2 separate regions of the Gossypium hirsutum genome follow, and region 2 is linked to region 1. Evidence: chromatin contacts called from public Hi-C data. All regions are on one chromosome and are shown on one strand. Each heading gives the region's core, a stretch centred on a gene start, on an enhancer-like site or on the middle of the called end of the contact. The rest is flanking DNA. Distances are from core to core; before and after follow the strand shown.

What was found. Hi-C and Micro-C count contacts between places; a contact is called where the count stands out from the background.
Region 2: a Hi-C map of leaf shows a contact between it and region 1, with 2.1 times the contacts expected there. The contact joins the enhancer-like site here to the promoter of LOC107932616 in region 1. A contact is called at or near these places in 14 of 34 Hi-C or Micro-C datasets (anther, callus, cotyledon and 5 more).

The regions. Positions count from the first base shown.
Region 1 is chrA12:87,429,021-87,435,045 of Gossypium_hirsutum_v2.1, forward strand. LOC107932616 (4-hydroxybenzoate polyprenyltransferase, mitochondrial) reads left to right here and starts at 3,577. Exons shown (of 5, transcript XM_016864677.1): 1 at 3,577-4,074; 2 at 4,170-4,305; 3 at 4,513-4,634; 4 at 5,304-5,485; 5 at 5,578-5,811. The coding sequence starts at 3,719. The coding sequence ends at 5,322.
Region 2 is chrA12:87,478,703-87,484,727 of Gossypium_hirsutum_v2.1, forward strand. No RefSeq gene overlaps it. Among protein-coding and RNA genes, the nearest start is that of LOC107932613, 9.0 kb to the right of the region's middle. Within about 2 kb of position 2,404, at least 9 of the 9 cell types and tissues checked have an H3K27ac peak or open chromatin away from gene starts, as enhancers often do. A contact at or near this core is called in cotyledon, fibers, hypocotyl and 1 more, where this site is marked.

The DNA of each region.
Region 1 (6,025 bases), core at 2,327-4,826:
GGTGTTCAATTGACTAGTAACATCAACTCAGCCAGGAGCTTAAATAATAGTATAGATATAAAACTAATGGAGATAATAAATTGTGCATATTAAAATAAAAATGTATAAAATTTATAAAACTGAAGTTTTAGTTGAGTGTTAAATTTAAAGTTTTATAAATCCAATTGGCGTGAATTCAATTCCTACTATAAGTTTTTTTCTTGATTTTTTATTTTCGTAATTTTTCTAACCGAATTTGTGCCACTCGTGACACCAACTTAGTTAGGGACTTAAATCATGGTAAGCATAGATGTATGATTCCCATGTTTATTAAAAATGGTCATATATTCATGTTTTGTCAGCACCAATTTTTGAATACGCCTTTAAATTTCTTCATTTAGAGTGAGCCTTCTCTATAACAACCACATACTATAACAACATTTTGCTATAAAAATTGAATTTTTAAAAAATAATTTTTTATATTTTATTTTTATTTTCTGATGGTCACAAAACTAACTAAAAATACGACAAAGACAAGTGCACCTATTAAATAATAGTATAGATATGGTGAGTAGAGAATATCGTATCCACGAGACTAGAAGTACTAGTAATTATTGTCTTCTTATTATTTAGCTGACAAATTGGAGTGATTGCGTTTTAATCTAAAATTACTAAACTAATTTGTCTAAGAATGCAACAGAGAATGAATCGAGGAAATAATCGAATATTAACCAATGAGATAAGCAATACACAGGAAAGAATTCACCTAGACTTCACCTATCATTATGAATCTAAATTAAACGATTTATTCACTTGTCTTGATCCGTAGAAATCCCTAAATTATTTTAATATCTCTTTCGAGAGTAAGAACAACTGACTCTAAGTTGATTAATTGAAATTTCTTTCTAATTAAAACCCCTATCGTCGCATTAACTAGATCTCTGGATTCCCTTATTAGATTTGACTCTAATCTGGTAGATTTATGTCGTCCTATTTCAAGTATTGCATGCAACTCCACTTAATTATGCTAGATCTACTCTTAAACATGGCCTTTGCTCCACTAAATTAAGCACATTAAACATGAATTAATATCCCAGAAATATTAAAACAAGAAATAAGCATACATAATTGAGAACAAAAACCAAATATTTGTCGCGTAAAAACCTGAATTAAATAAAAGGATTCATCATAGGTTTCATCCTTCCTAGGTATCTAGGAGATTAGTTCATAATCCTGAATGTAAACATCTCAAAGTCAGAAAAACCATAAGACATAAAGAAACTCAATAAAACTTTGAAAGAAATTAAAAAGAGATCTTCAATCTTAATGGAGATCTGCTTCTGAGTTGGCTCCGGTGGTGTTCTTCGAGCGTTTTCTTCGATCTTCTCTGATTGCCCCCTTACGTCTTCTTCTAATGGGTATTTATAGACTTTAGAATGGTTAGAAAGCCTAAAAATTGAGTTTTTTTTTACGTATTTGGGAAACAGGGTGTGAAATCGACACGGGCTGGCACATGGGAGTATGTCCAACCCATGTGGATACAGCTCTATTTGTTCAATTTTGGCTCTTTTTTGCTCCTTTCACTCCCATATGCTCTCCTAAGTATAGAAACATGAATTTAAAGGATTAGGAGTATCAAATTCACTAATTTGCATAATTAATCATCCAAAAACGCATTAAGAATGAGATTAAAATATGTTATTTTTATAGCTTATCATTCTCTATAATAATTTTTTACTTATAACAACAACATTCTTAGTTATGAAATACGTTTTTTATTAAATTAGCTCTCTAACATATTATCTAAAATTTTAAGTAAAATCATAGTTATTTCATATAGACAATCTTATTAATTATCATTTATTGAAAATTATCTCAATTAAAATATCATTTTAATAAAATGATTAAATTTCACGTGAAAAAATTTATTAACCATATTTTATTAAATGGAAATAATCCTCAATGAGTGGATTTAAAGACATCAATTCAAGAAACTATTAAATTCCATAATTAAATATTCTACTAAGAATTTGAAACATCGTAAACTTATAAATTGATTACTTAAATTTAGTAACTCTTATAAATTAATTAATTTAATTTGATAATTCATATTGATTAATTGAACTTGTTAAATTTATAAACCTTATAATTAATCATGTGAAAGAATGTAAAATAAAAAATACATAAATAATAATACATGCATCTGTTTTATATATATATATATTAATTTTGTTGATTTGACTCTCACTTTCTTTCTTTTTTTTGAACATAGTTCTTATTTTCTTTATTTGATGAAAAATCACAATATAAATTCTATTTTAAGCCTAAAATTATTTTATATATAAAACCACTTATTTATAACGAATAAAATCTGAAGAGACAAATAAAATTATTATGGACCTCTAATTAAGTCATTTGAAGGATATCTCACCCCACAACACACATTCATTAATGCTAAAGATATAATTTTCATGAATTCAATTAAAGTAACGTGTTAAAATATTAAATAAAATTAAATTTAATATCTTTAATTATTCCTAATAACATCAATTAAACAAGCTCATAAAAATGAAAAAAAAAACTCGTTTTAATTTAATAAAAGTGATATAATAAACGTAAAGATTTTTCTTTTATTTTTACGTGTCATTTGTTTTGTACAGGTGGAGTTGTTACTTTGTTTTGCTCTAATTGAATCGCAATGAAAGAAATGATATTTGTTTGGGCAAAAAATTGTAAAGAATTTCTTAAAATAATAAATAAATATTTTTATGGGCACTGTTTTCATGCACCCAACACCGAAGATATATTTTTTTTTGTAAGGTCAGTAAAATACAAAACAATCCATACAACATCAAACAAAGTTTAAAAAAAAATAAAAAATAAAACAAAACAACCTAGCAATTACCACTATGCAGACAAAAAACATTAAACCACAGACTTCCCCGCTCTATTCTGCTGCAGAAACAGCAGAGCATCCCAGCATCATCCACTCTACTTCAGCAGCAAATCACCAAGCAGCTTTAAACAAGTTTTTTCTTTACACATGCCTCTCTTTATATAATTACACATTAAATCAAAATTTATGTATAATTTTTATTAAAATTCATATATTTTATCTTAGTATATAAATTAACAATAAATTAATTTTTAATTGTTATTTTACTAAAATTTTAATTATCCTTCTATTTTGTATTAATCATACACTACATGACTAAACGAAATAAAAAATCATATAATAATTTAGTTGGTTAGCAAATAAAATAAACCTTTATCGATCATTATTATATATAATTTATATATGCAATTATTAAAGTTTAATTTAGATTAATATTCTTTTAATTATCAAGTAAGAAACAAACATTAATTATAATATATAATAGTACATCATTTCTTTGTGCGTACCACTTTGACTGTGATAGGCTAACATGTGCTCTTATTCAAATCCATATTCGGCAGCAACCACTGCCAAGTTGGGAAATTTTAGAAAGTTTGATCCATTTTTGGATTTTATTTTCCACGAAAATTGTTGCCATTCGCGGTCTGCTATTAAAGTGCATAATTTTATTTCTTAACCAAGAACCTTTCTTTTGAGTTGGGGCTTCCCTCAAACTCATCAAACATTTATAGTACCACTAACTTCACCCTTCACCAAAGTTTAATAATCCATCTTTGTGATCAAGGTGAACAACTACCTATACCTCATTCAAACACCCAAACATTCATTATTGTAAACACAAAAATGGCTCCCCTTTCAGGTGGTGCTACTTCTGGCCTCCGAACCCCCTTGACAACAAGGATGTTGAAGCTTCATCCTGTTTTAAATTACACCCCATTCTTCACCACTCCATCATTGTTTTCTCCAAAAAACTTGTCATTGCGTTCCTCAAATCACAAAGCCGGAATGGTTTGCATGTCCACAACCACATCTCCAGTAAGCAAAGATGATGAAAAGCTAATTAATGGGCAACCGAATGAGAAAGTGGTCCAAGTTTCATCGTGGATTGATTACTTACCCAAAGAAATTCAGCCTTTCGCTAAGCTGGCTCGCGTAGATAAGCCCATCGGTACTTGGTTATTTCTTTTTCCCTTTGCCTGGTAACAAACTCTTCCTTCCCTTCCTTCCATTTTATTTGATAATATGGAATCATATATACTTCAATTCCTTAATTAAAAACTTTGTGTACGTATAGGTCAGCTACGTTAGCAGCATCGACTGGAAATATTCCTGATTTCAAGAATTTAGCTGTATTTGCTTGTGCAGCTCCATTTTTTAGGGGTGCTGCTTGTACCATAAATGATTTCTTTGATCGTGATTTTGATAAAATGGTAAATTACTTCTTCATGCAAGACGGTGTAAATATTATTTTCGACCAAAGCTAACAAAGTTGGATAGAGTTCTGAGCAAATATTTTTTGGGTTTTTTCTATTAAATAATCGCCTTATTTTGCCGGAAATATTTATTGTACCAGCAAGTACTTATGACACATTTTATTAAGTGAAGTTGATATGTAAAAGAAATTGGGTAAAATGCAGGTGGAGCGTACAAAAGAGAGACCAATGGTAAGTGGGGCTGTCACACCATTTCAAGGACTTTGTTTCTTTGCGTTTCAATTGCTACTGAGTCATGGAATTTTCCTCCAACTCACCAACTACAGGTCTCACTGCATTCCTTTCGTTTGTTTCCACACATCATAACCATCATTTATGTAAAATTTCATATCAATTTAATGCTTTATTATAGGTTACTGTCTTGATATATATTGCAAATTAAGGTTTTTTTTTTTGCATAAACTAATTTTATATATTTCATAATTAGTTATTTTGATTTCCATCTGATATTGGCTTTCGTGTTTCTTGTTTACAGCGCGATCTATGAGGCTGCATACATATTCCTAATTTGTACCTATCCTCTCATGAAGAGACTAACATACTGGGTACTGATGATTGTATATAAATTAATGTAAAAAGGGGGGGAAAAACAAAAAAGGGCTTAAAGGATAATATTTATTATATATTTTAGTTTAATTGAATTTTCTTACTATACTATGGGATCGTAGGCAAATTGACCTCTAAATAACCCTTATACTCTAAACGTGGATAAATCTTCTATGATCGTTGGGTATTTATTTATAGGTTTACTTAATTGGTGCCAATAAATGATTTATTTAGTTGCTTTCTTTTAAAGTATTCTTAGTATTGAAGTCGACAAAATTCAATAAATGCATGCTTTTCCAAAAATATTACCTTACGGATCCGAAAATATAGTTTCTGCCCTATCCCATTAACTTGTATATATGTTTTACACACACCTCTATATGGTGCAGGTCTACATTCTCTATTTAACAAAAGTGCTGGCGTCACTGATGAACAGATAAAGAAGATGACGTGAAAGTTGACGTTAAATCCACGGCCTTAAAATTTGGTGAGTCAACAAAGGAGTGGATCACTGGCTTTGCAATTGCAAGCATTTGCACCCTTACTCTCGCTGCATACAATGCTGCATTAGGTATTTAATTCCTAAATATTATGCCCTTCTTTTCGATCACAAACATTTCTGTTTGATTAACAAATAAATCCGTAATCTTGGTGTGGGAGCAGGGTGGCCATTTTATGTGTTTTTAGCAGCTGCATCTGGACAGTTAGGTTGGCAGATAAGGACGGTTTAACTTGTCATCCCCAGCCGATTGCAACCGAAAGTATGTTTACGTATTCCGCTTTAAAGTGTTTGGAATTGGGTATTGAATTGGATTTAATGCATATAATGATATTTGTCGAAACCATTTTTTTTTTGAAAACACGAGTATCGACTTTGTTTGAAAGCGAGAATTAAAACGGGAGTCGCCACTGATCTTTATTAGGTGTGATCGGATCACCTTTGTTTTAATAAAACATTTTAGTTTACTAAAACGGTGTTTTTGGTCTACGAAACTTAAGAGAACGGGTTCGGGAGTCGGTTATGTGCGAGGAAGGATTAGTACCCTCGTCACGCCCAAAATTGGTACCGAATTAATTAGTTAGTGTCTTAATGTCGAAAGTTGAAAATCGG
Region 2 (6,025 bases), core at 1,154-3,653, 49 kb after region 1:
ATTTCCCCTGTATTCTTCTCATTCGTGTTAATTTCGTAAGAACAGGCTTCTGCGATTCATTGACGTTCTACTCATTGGTAAGTTTTTCGTTTCGCACGACTTGAATATTGTTTGAGTTAAGTGTCTGGTAAGAGGTTTCTGCTATTTAATAGGAGTGGGTCAAGGGGTTGAAGAATAGCCATTAATGCTTTAAGGATTCGGGTTTGCTACTTTCCATTCAAAGGTAAGTTGATCGTTCTTTGAGTGGATATTTCATTTGGGGTTAAGTGAAAAGACTCATTTATGAGGTTCTAATAGGTAGGATATACTGATTATAGGTCTTAAAGTGCTCGGGATTGTGTTAGGCTTCAATCGAAACCAGGTGTGTACTCTAATCGATTTGAAATCATGTTTCAGTGAAAGCCAGAAACGCTACTGTCGACACCACACGGGTGTTTTGACAGGCCGTGTGGCGAGACACAACCATGTGATCGACGAGCTAGGTCGTGCACATGCCACATGGGCACGACGGTTACGGGCGTGTGATGGCTTGTAGGTGAGAGGCACAGGCTCAGGCAAATGGCCCGTGTAGGCCACACGTGTGTGTGAGCCCACACGGGCGTGTGGGAATCTAGGCCAGGCCGTGTGATCCATACGAGCAAGGCTAATTTGGGCCGTGTGACCCACACGGGCGTGTGGACCCACACGAGAAGAGAATATAGGCGTGTGAACCCAATTTGTTGGAAATGTTCTGTAAGGTTGCACTGGTAACCCGAGTCAACTGTGACCTGTCGTAGGGTCGGTAACCCTTATCTAGACTCTTAATGCTGTGATGTATGTGTTAGCATGTTATACCTGGCATGATTATCTAATCTGTTCTGAAAAATAAATGTATAACCCATTTATCTGCATTATAACATGCCATATTTGTATGATGCATTGCATCAAGGTGGGTTTGATGAAGAGAAGGGAGTATCTATAGGGCTTTATGAGCCTGATATCTGGCAGCTAAGCTGGATACTTATTATATGTACTGCATTGCGGTACCTTATGGTGTGTAGGGATGGATGGGATGATTGTATCCCCATATATGGTATGTAGGGATAGGTGGGACGATTTTATCCCCACATGGTGTGTTAGGTTAGACAGAGTTGGTGTGCAGGAATGGTGGGCATATTCTGTTGATCTGATCTGTTCTGCATGCTATATCTGAGATAGGCCGAAGCCCTAAGACTATATCTGATAATGATCCTGTTAGGGCCCAGACCTGAAGTATGATTGTATTCTGTTATCTGTTTGCTTGCATGCTATACTCTGAGGATGTACACACTGAGTTGCGAAAACTCACCCCTTTATTTATTTATCTATTCAGGTAATCCCTAGTAGTAGGTGGATCGGTGCAGAGGAGGACTCGACGGTGACCACGTCCGCATACATTTTGGTTATGACTTTTACTTTGGTTTATTTATTATTTGTTGAGGGTTGATGTGATTTTGGATTTTAATTGAGTTTTGAACTGTGGATGTGGATTATAAAAAACATCAATATTATGGTTTTCCTAAAATAAACTAAGAATTTTCATAAATAAAAAAATGAGTTCTCAAGATAATAAATCATCAATTGAGTTTCAAACACTTCCGCAATAAAGAAACGTTTTCAAAACAATACAACTTTTTCGTTATAATTTACGATAAGTAAAATACAATGAATGACATGTTTTATGAATCAAAATGGTTTAGTTAAAACACTCTTATGTGACATCGCCAGATTCGCCCATAACGTTTAGGCCGGGTTTGGGGTGTTACAATTGCTTCATACAAATCCACAGAGGCAAATTGTAAGGAATAAGCGCTACAGGCCAAGTACTGTACGAAGTACTCATGATTTTATAAGAATTAAATCCATTATATGCTAGCCCAAGCCTCACATGTCGAGGATCACTTGCAAAGCTTGAAAATTTATTGTCAAATGATTTCTAAGCTAAAGAATCAACAGAATCCCTTAATAATCCATCATCGGTTCATTGATCATGATGCCACCTCATAGACTCTACTGTCTGTGACAACATGAAAAGCCTTTGAAGCCTTGGTATTAGTGGAAAATATCACAAAATCTTTATTGGCTTCTTTCTTTGTAGTTAACCCATTTTGCTCGGGCCTATTTAAAGCATTAAAATAAGCCAAACAAATAAGTCCAAGTAAATTAAAATAAAAAAAAAAGCAAATAAAGAATCCAAATTTAGGAGTCCAATGTCCGGTTACAAATATTTGGGATTAAATTAAATTGAACCCAAACTCCTTAAATCTAGACTTAACCCAATTACATGAATCTGACCCAACCATTAAAACCCTAGACCCAGTTTCAATGGCCCAAACCTGAGGCCCAACAAGACCCAAAGAGAAGCTCAGCAGCTGTGAACACCAGAAGCTTCTGGAATATGCCAGAACAGTGCCAGAAGGTCGGCTCCCACGAGCAGTTTCCCCGAACGGCCTCCTCCACGTCACCAGGGCCATCTTTTCTGTACAACTGCCCCTGCAAAAGAACACACGAGAAGCAGTAAAATAGAAAAATAGCAAAAGAAAAAGAAAAAGATTTTTATTTTTAAATCTGTATTTTGCCAGGCTATAAAAAGTCATCACTTGTACTGCAAATACTTACGCACACAGAGAGAATAAAGAAAAAGCAATCAAAATAGCAAAGGTGATTTCAAAGTTTTTTTTCTTTTCGGTCGATTTATTTTCTTTTTGTTTGGTTCGATTTTTTAGTATGTGAATCGACACCGATGAATACCCAAATATCTCGAAAATATAGAGATTCGGGCGAGGGTCGAATGTTTGTTTCTTTTGAATTTCTATTTTGTTTTTTAAAGAGATTAACGTATGATTTGAGTTTTTTTTAAAAAGAAGAAAAAGAGAAGGATTAATTTACCTAATTTCCATGGGTGATCTTTGTGGGCAAGATCGGATCTCTGCTCGTGCACCGTCGACCGTCAAATTGAATGATGGGTCCGGCGACTGTAAAATGAGGCTCTAACAGGTTGATTTTAGGCTGTAGATATTTGTTAAAAGGTTGGCTGCAAAGAAAATGAGATAAGAGAGAGTTGCTATGCCGAAACCCTAATAATTGGGCATTCGGTTTGTAGCTTGAAAAAAGGGAATTGCCATTAAATGGCTTTTAATTTTGAGATAAATTGAAACGGTGGTGTTTAAGGGTGGGGACCGCGTATTGATCCATGCTCAGACCCGATATGTGCATTTGCATGTCAAATGGGAAATTTCCACGATTAATCCCTCACTTTTTGCGCCGCATCTCAGCAGACCCCCATTAGCATCCAAGTGTTTTATTTTAATTTTTCCCTAAAAATTTGTATGCTATTTCATTTTAGTTCGCTCCAAGGTGCAGCGTTTTGGGACTTGGATTATTTCCAGTTCTAGTCCCTGTACATTTATATGCTTTGCACGTATTTTTTAAACTATTTTATTTGTAAATTATCCCTTTTATTTTAGGTTTAATCTTAATTTGGTCCTTCATTTGTATAATCTGCTAATTTAAAATACATTTAATATTTTTGTATATGTTAATTTATTTTAATGATTTTATTTGTTTTTATTTGTACAATTATTTTGAGGTTTCTTTTATCTTATTATTTTTATATTTTGCACAATATTTTTTTATATATTTTATACATATTAGTATACATATTATTCTCATTGAGTTTTTAATTTATAATACCTATTATTTTGAGGATTCACAATATTTTTGTACATGAACTGAGCCATCTTAATAACTTTATTTTGTTTTATAAAATCATCATTTTAAAATTCTTTTCGCATTAAGCTATTTTAATATTTTTATATATCCTCTTGTTTAAATATTTATATATATTAATACATCTATTACTTTAATAAATTTTTTCTATTACTTTTTGCTTTATGATTCACCAAGTAATTTTTCTTTATGTATATATGAAACTATTTTAGAAACTTCATCTTTGTATTATAAAATTATTATTTTGGAATGTTTCCTTATATTATATTATTCTTATGTTTTATATAGTATCTCATTTAAATGTTTTTATGTACAATGGTACGTCTATAATTTATAGAGATTAAGTTAATTTTATATATATTATTAATCTTATGCTATTTTTACAAATAATTATTTCTAAATCTACTTATATATGCATGTTTTGGGAATCAACTATGTATATTATACCTTATCATAAATTTTTATTATTCTTTCATATTTTATATATTATTTAAGTTATCATGTACCTTGTCAATTTTTAAATGAATTTGTTTTTAAAATATTTTGCATATAATTTAATTCAAACTTTTATTCTGTAATATCTATTTCAATAATTACATATCCCTAGTTTTTATGCAAATTTGTCAACTTTTATATTATTATGTGTTCATTAATTCATCATTATTTTGAAAATGTCTTATACCACATTGACTTTTAATTTCCCTTTTAGTTTGTACATGTTTTGTGGATCGTTTTATATTGTGCCATATTTATTGTTGATGTATATCATTTAGTCATTATTTTATTCTTTATATTAGCTATTCTCCATCTATTATTAAGAATTTGGTTACATTTTATTTAGAATAGTTGTACATAACTGTTGGATTTATTAGTTGTGGTTTATTGTACTATATTATTTCATGTTCAATAATCCTTTTCTATACAAATGTTTTGTTGTAATACATTAAATATTTCACCATATTTTAAAGCGAATAAATGTGTTTTGAGCTAATTTTTCTTATTAAGCAAGAATTTTGAAATAAGACAATATCTAATATTTGAAAATTCGGGAAATCGTGCCCTACTGTGCTGGGTATGATTTTTTCGTTTGACTAAATATTTGGATATCCTTTTATAATTTTAACACATGAGTTTTTTCAAAAATCAATCATATCTTCGAAGGTATAAAGGATCGTATCCAATCGTGCTGGGTATGATGCTGCATATCTTTGAAACGAGAGAATTTTGACAGTTAACTTGAGCTATTAACACATTTTAAAGAGCCATGCTTTGAAAGATCTTTTTTAAAATCTTTGATATACGCAGCATCGAATCAATTTGATACCAATTTTTTTGGGCGTAATGAGGGTGCTAACCCTTCCTCATGCGTAACCGACTCCCGAACCATTTTTTTTAAAAGATTTTACGTGAACTAAAATTATTTTAAGTGAAACAAAACACTTTAGTAGGTGACCCAATCACATCTAAGCAAAGAGATTAGTGGCAACTCCACATTTAGTTTTAAAAAGTCTATAATAGCCCGAATTCGCCCGGGCCCAATAAAAACAATAAACCAAAATACACAAAAAACCAAAATAATTAAATGTTCAATCCATTTACAAAGCCCACTATTAATCCGACAGCCTAAACTACCCAGCAGCCCATTACACCCTCAACCCAAAGATACACGGGGCGCAAAAGGCCCAAATCAGTTAACATGTTAGAAAACCCTAGGGTTTACAGAAGCTTCGCGCCGCAAGCACTCCAATCATCACGCCCCTTCGTCTTGCGCCGTTTCAGTGACCCTTCATCGACGCCTCCATCGGCGCCGTGACTCCAGCTCCTTATCGCGCCGCAATCGGCGCACGAATCAACGCCAGCGCACTCACCGCCATGATATCCTCACTGGTACCTGCAAAAAGGAAAGAACCACAGCAGAAAAGAAAAGCAAACATGGAAAGAAATCAAAGATTTCTTTCCCAACATGTAACAATTTACAGAAGGCTATAAAAGCCTATTTTCTAATCTGTAAGAAAAAACACGATTTATCAGATATAAAAACACAGAGAAACAGATTACAGATTTCTTAGCTTTTCCAGAAAACAGAGGTGATTCTTCTTGCTTTATTTTCTTTATTTTCCTCTTGGATACTTGCATTTCATACATACAAAGTACTATAAAAAAATAAAAAGAGGATTACCTCTCGATTCGCTGTGAAAAGTGAAACTTTTCGAATCCCGACCGCTGTACGTGGCGGAGTCGACAGCGGCGCGTGGGCGCATGGGAGCCCGATGATGGA